Linked DNA regions of Zea mays: region 1 is linked to region 2. Evidence: chromatin contacts called from public Hi-C data. All regions are on one chromosome and are shown on one strand. The core of a region is the stretch at or near the end of the contact, and the rest is flanking DNA. Distances in the headings are between cores, read along the strand shown.

Region 1 (3,040 bases), core at 11-2,510, 160 kb before region 2:
AGTGAGTGGTGTTGACTTCGAGCGAGGCGGAGCCCTGCTCGAGGTGAGAGACCCTCGGGGATGTCTCGGTTTCTTATAGGTGGCTCGACTGTTACCTCTCGAAAGTTTAATTCTTATTTCTCTAAATGCGTTTGTTAAGGAGTAATTCGGGTGTCCCTAATTATGCCCCACCCCCACACCCCAGGTCCTATCCGATCCACATGCGAATGCGAATGGGAAGACCTAACGGTGTCTACAAATATCATTATTAGGGCTTGTTCGGTTAGCTCCCAATCCATGTGGATTGAGTGGGATTGGATGGGTTTGAATCCCAAGCAAGTCAAACTTCTTCTTAAATTTTTCCAATCCCGTACAATCCATGGGTAATGGGATTAACCGAACAAGACCTTAGTGGGAATAGCGTAGCCGTAAACCATATCCAAACAATACCTTTCTTTTAATTCCAACCGCATTACTGGTTGGGATTTATACATGAGTACACGCATAAATTTTATATCAGTTGCCAATTACCACCAACTGCTGCGTGATCGGCAAACAGACGAGCAGCAGTCCAGCACGGCAGCACCCTACTGTTCGTGATAAACTGATCGAAAGAATCAGCAAACCAATGACCAACAATTGCACAGTCATCACACGCGACGAGGAACAGGGACGTACGTGACGCTGGAGAACACAGTCAGGAATGTCCTGAGCCGCTACCTGCTACCTACAGCTACTACATACAGCGAGTGTGTGTTGCATTGCACAGGCCTACGCGTTGTTGTTGTTGGGTGGAGCTGTACAAGTACAAGCAAAGCCGTCAGGCGAGCATGTCGTAGGGCCGCTCCCCGTCGATGCCCGGCGGCTCGGGCGGCGTCCGGAGGATGACGTAGAGGGAGTACGCGACGCCGGGGACGTAGCACAGCAGCGTCAGGAGGAGGGAGACGAAGAACTCGGACTGCACACGTACGCAGAGAGAGAGGCTTATTAGAAACGAACGGTGTCGTCGTCGCGTCGCGTGGCGCGTGGAGGCGAGAAATGCTTACGCTGCAGCAGCCGTAGCGGAAGAAGACGCCGAGCGGCGGGAGGATGGCGGCGAAGATGACCTCGAGGCACGTCGAGCAGCCGCCGGAGCTCATCCCGGACCTCCGAGGCCACACACACAAGCTAGCCCGGAAGGTTAGCTTAGGTGTTAATTTGTACGGGGGGGACAACTGGGCGAGGGAATGATGCGGAATCCGACGCTGGCTGCCATGGGAAGATGCCGATGGGTGCGTTTACGTCTCAGGATCGGAGCTGGGCCAGAGCACACATGCGGCCAGGTCGCAACGGCTACTTCCGGATCTTGGCAGGCGGGCGCGCAGTAACGGGTCGGGATCAGACCCGGCAGCCGGCTCGCTGTGATCCGCGTGTGATGTTGTGCGGTCTGCTACTCTGCTTCTGCTCCCTAAGAGCAACTCCAATAGTTATGTAAATTTTAGTTCTCTAAATTATAGATTTAAGAAATTGCTAAATTGTTTTTAGAGTAAAAAAATGTGAGTTCTCCAATAGTTCTCTAAATATAGGTTGTAATTTTGTTTTGTATTTATCCACATAAAAAATAAGTCACAAAAACTATATAATGCAGCCAATATTTTTGTTTAGGGAGTTGTTAAATGGTTGCCAAATGTAGAGAGAAAATGAGGTTAGATGACAAGTTGTTAAATTTAGAAATTTCATTTAGAGAACTGTTGGAGAATAGTTTTCATATTAACTACCTAAATTATTGATTTAGTAAAAGTCTTTTAGAGAATTACTGGAGTTGCTCTAACGGATGGATTTTATTTTTTGTAATTTGTATCACTTGCTTCAACTTTAGGGAGTCATACGTATTTCAGGAAGTTGGCTGTGCAATCAATTGGAGTCTTGGGATAAAAGCGTCGTGACTTGCTTCAGGACTTGAGGCGCGGCTAAAGGGTTGACGGGGCTCTCCTCACCATAGTGTTGACCGAACCCGGGGCCATAGTCGTCGGCCAAGGAGTACCATGCTAGTAGCCTTTCGGAGCAATGCGAATTTCCATTTGAGAATATTCGCAGCTTTTTTTCTCCGGTCGAGATGCCATCTGGATTATCCCTTCATTTCATCTGTGAGTGTGACTTACTCCTTCCTCGTAATACGAGCCAACAGCCAGAGTCGGCGTTTGCTGCCAGCGTGCACAAGAATTGAACGTGCTACTGTACACGATTAGTTTAAAAGTGCCAGATAAACAATCGCCTATGTCAGACTGGCAGTGTCACAAGTGTTAATTGCTTGTTGATGACCTCACTCACCGAGCCGGCCGACGCCTCGTGACGGAACGTGCGGCATCGCGAGTACAACGTGGTTCTGGGATCCGCATTGGCCGCATAGGAACTCCGACGCCGCGCACAAAACGGATCGCGCTTTCGATCGTGAGGGCATGCAACACACTAGATCAGGCGGCGCCCCTTCGGACGCCCTATCCAGTATTAGAAAAATATGAATACACAATTATACACACTATAACTAAATTAAATAAAGAATGACTAAATCTCAAACAAAATTGTTTAGTTTAGGGAGAAAGAAAACAGATAATCAACAGAACATAGAACATAGGTAGCTTGAAAATAATTCACATTAAAGTTGTAGCGTCGCACTTAAACGTGCACCATAGCATGACGTCGAGGCTTGTTTCAGCTGGAAACTGGTCCAGAATAAGATTACATGGTCCAAGTTTACGTCTAGTCGATACAGTGGGGGACAGACAACCAAACCAGAGGTATTTACAAGGTACCTAGAGCCAACTCTTGGCCGGCACAATCCAGATAGCTAGGCACAAACATTACGCAACTACAAGTGCAGAGCCATTTCATCTACTAAAGGCAGCTGAACAATCCATCCACAAAAGCGATAAACAGAGGTGACCAAGATGTACATCCACAAAAGGCAAGACATCATCTGTGACGTGTTCAGACTGCAGGTTTGTCAAGGCTGCAAACAAATATAAGAATGTGAGTATAAAGTTCCATGTCTTTGAAGTTAATGTTATACTAAAGAAAGATA
Region 2 (3,028 bases), core at 430-2,929:
TACTAGAAGAGGATTAGGGAGATTAGAAGGGATTATATGTCCATCAATCCTCTCCTATCTCCATGCTATTAAACAAGTCCTAAACGTTCTGTACACATGCCATCAGATGTGGCACATGATTGGGTCATGTATTAATTTGTCATTCACCAAAAAACAAGAACAAGTGGATCTTCAGAAAACTTTAAAATTAAGTAAGTGCTTGTCTACCATCTTAACTCTCGTAGTTTTGAACTTAAAATTCTTCTCCCAATGTCGTATTTAAGTTTTTGGTTAAGGTGTTTAGAGTAAAATGGTCTCCAAAACCTAGAAAGAGCCGTACAAATTTATTGTTAAAAAATAGTATTTTAACATGCCATTTTTTCGGCATGCGTATTCAAGTGAATCACGTTTTGCAATGAAGTACATGCTCAAAACTAAATCTTAATTTAAAATCAAATTTAAACATACTCTATAGACTTCTTTGAAACTCAGGAATTTCACAGGAACAATATAGAAATTTTACATAAATTAGTTTAAAAATACAAAAAAAACATGATTCAGAAAATAATTCTTCAATCCAAAGGAGCCCTAACTCACTACTAGTGAGCAAGAAGTCGTTCCATGAATGGAGGAGGGGTTTTGGATAAAAAAACCATAAGCATTCCATTAGTCACCACTGATATTTCGGATGGCACCATAGCAACCACGGATAAATCACAAACTACAAATACTAATAAACGAGCAAAGTACCCGTATGTTACTCTAGTTCCATTTATGCTTAAGTATAGGGTATAAAACATAAACGAGTTGTTTGGGTATGCTTCTCAGTGGCTACGGGTTATGGCTGTTGTTTTGGTCTAATTTTTCTATAGATTTCAAGCAAACGAAGCAATTGTAAATACCAGCTGAACGATGTCAAAAGATACGTGTCTTTTGTTGGCTAGAGGTGTGTGAATGTGGATTTGGAGCAAACGACCATGGTTCAAATCTCTATTTATACATAAGTTTAGCTTTTTTTACCGTTTGAATGTAGATAAGGAGAGGTGCACGAAGGAAAGTGAAATATCGATGCAGTCATGTACCGTGCCACATAAGCAAACATGAGTACATGACATGCCATGTAATTTAATAAAAGAGATATAAGAAAGTTTCATGGGATTGAAATTTTGGATACACTGTTTTCTGGACAAATGATGATATGACATGCCTTGAAAACAGTGCGATAAAACTATTTATTGGAAATGGTCTTAACCAATTTTCCAGTCCATTAAATCTTTAATCAATTAACCCACATCATAGTACACAATTAAACTTAACTCTACACATTCTTCTATTTTTTACGCAGTGAAGCCATTACACGCACAAAAATATTAAACAATTTGTACTAGTATGAAACATTAATTTCCACCGTTACACCGTCGTCGTGCATCACGTGTGGAATAAATCGTGCACAAGAGAGGTTTAAATTTTGGTTGCTAATTCCACATTCATATCTACCTGACTAATATAACACATATTTTTATGTTTTATGAAAACAAGTTATGCCAATATGATATATAGAAACTGTAGTAATATAGACATCTATAAATTTTATCTCTCCACCTGGAGGTTACCTCCTCGTTTCTACGGTTTAACGATTTTCAAATTCGGCCTAATCAAGTCAAGGTACTCCTAATTGATATACGTTTAGTTAAAAAAGTGAAAGGTCCGCTGCATATGCTTGTCGGGTTCACCCAATCACCCCTGCGCTGCTTCCTTTGTCAGGTTCAGTCGCTCACCAATCTGCCGTTCACACCTCTCTCGCTGCCTTTATTTCCTGTTGGCGACGCTCTCGCCAGGTCTTCGGCGGCCCGTTCGTCGGCGACTAGCGCCTCCGTTTGCCAGGTCTTCGTCGTCCGTTCGCCGTCGACTGGTGCCCAGCAGGTATGCTCGCCCCTTCTCGTCCTTCCTGCCCTTCGAAACCGAGCACCCAAACCCTACAGCAAGCTACTTGCATCCGGATCTGGCACAGTTACAAGCGTACACATGTATTGTGCGCGGGGTGCGTGTGTGTGTGTTTTTTTTATGGGGGGGTGGGGTTACGTTTCACGTTTGTACTTTGAGTCTGCTGTATACTTGTAGCATCATTAAATTGTTTGGTGGTTTACTTGTGAAAATAGTATGAATAACTTGTTATAAATTGCTTCAGGGTTTACTTCTGAAAATAATATGGATACCTTGTTATTGAGGAGCGGATCTTTTACTATCTATCGTGTTCTGTCAGCCAGGTACATCTGGAAGAATGGTGATTTACCTTAGCACACCAAAAACCGACAAGGTATCCGAAGATGGGGAAAACGATAAACTTAAATTCGGACTTTCATCTATGCAAGGGTGGCGTGCAACTATGGAAGACGCTGTAAGTTTCTATTCATCATTTACATTTGCTTGTTATGATTTTTCTTTTTGCTTGTTCCTAGTCTTGTAAGTATTACGGGGATATGGACACACAAGTGACGGAATCCGACTCAGACTCGGCTATCCAACTCAGCATGATTTTACTGGGCTTCCCAAATATAACTCTGGAATCCAACTTGTGTGTGAAGAGTTTGATTCACCAAAAACAAATGTGCTTTCAATGTCCAGGTTGCTGGGGTACCTATGGAAACTTTCAGAATGTCCTAGGAAGTAAAGAACAAAGAACTACCAAATATTGCTGCAAAGTCTTTTTCACAAAATAGTATTGCTATCTTTTTTTTAATATAGTGAAGGGAACTGGTGGACAACCACATATATTATTAAATAAATAGCTTAGGAGATACCTGGCGTCCTGGCCAGTGGCCACTGACTGTAATGTTTAGCAGAGTTATGCACCTGAGAGAAGTGGTGTCTTGTGTTCGTTGAATTTTGAACCAAAAAGAATACTTGCCCATAAAAATAAATTATTTGCCGAACTTAGCCGTGCTAATTCTTGAGTTGAATGGTGAGTTTATTGTTTCTGTCCAAGTGTCCATGATTAGGGCTGGAAAAAAGCTCGAGCTCGACGAGCGGGCTCGGCCTCGCGTTGGCT

Evidence for each region. A called contact is a pair of places that touch in the nucleus more often than the background predicts.
Region 1: a Hi-C map of leaf shows a contact between it and region 2, with 5 times the contacts expected there. The contact joins the promoter of LOC100285559 here to the promoter of LOC541808 in region 2. A contact is called at or near these places in 3 of 25 Hi-C or Micro-C datasets (ear, leaf and tassel).

The regions. Positions count from the first base shown.
Region 1 is chr9:109,760,775-109,763,814 of Zm-B73-REFERENCE-NAM-5.0, reverse strand. LOC100285559 (low temperature and salt responsive protein) reads right to left here and starts at 1,260. Exons shown (of 2, transcript NM_001158450.1): 1 at 1,026-1,260; 2 at 418-937. The coding sequence starts at 1,118. The coding sequence ends at 800.
Region 2 is chr9:109,602,341-109,605,368 of Zm-B73-REFERENCE-NAM-5.0, reverse strand. LOC541808 (protein phosphatase type-2C) reads left to right here and starts at 1,679. Exons shown (of 12, transcript NM_001350857.1): 1 at 1,679-1,902; 2 at 2,243-2,377. The coding sequence starts at 1,696.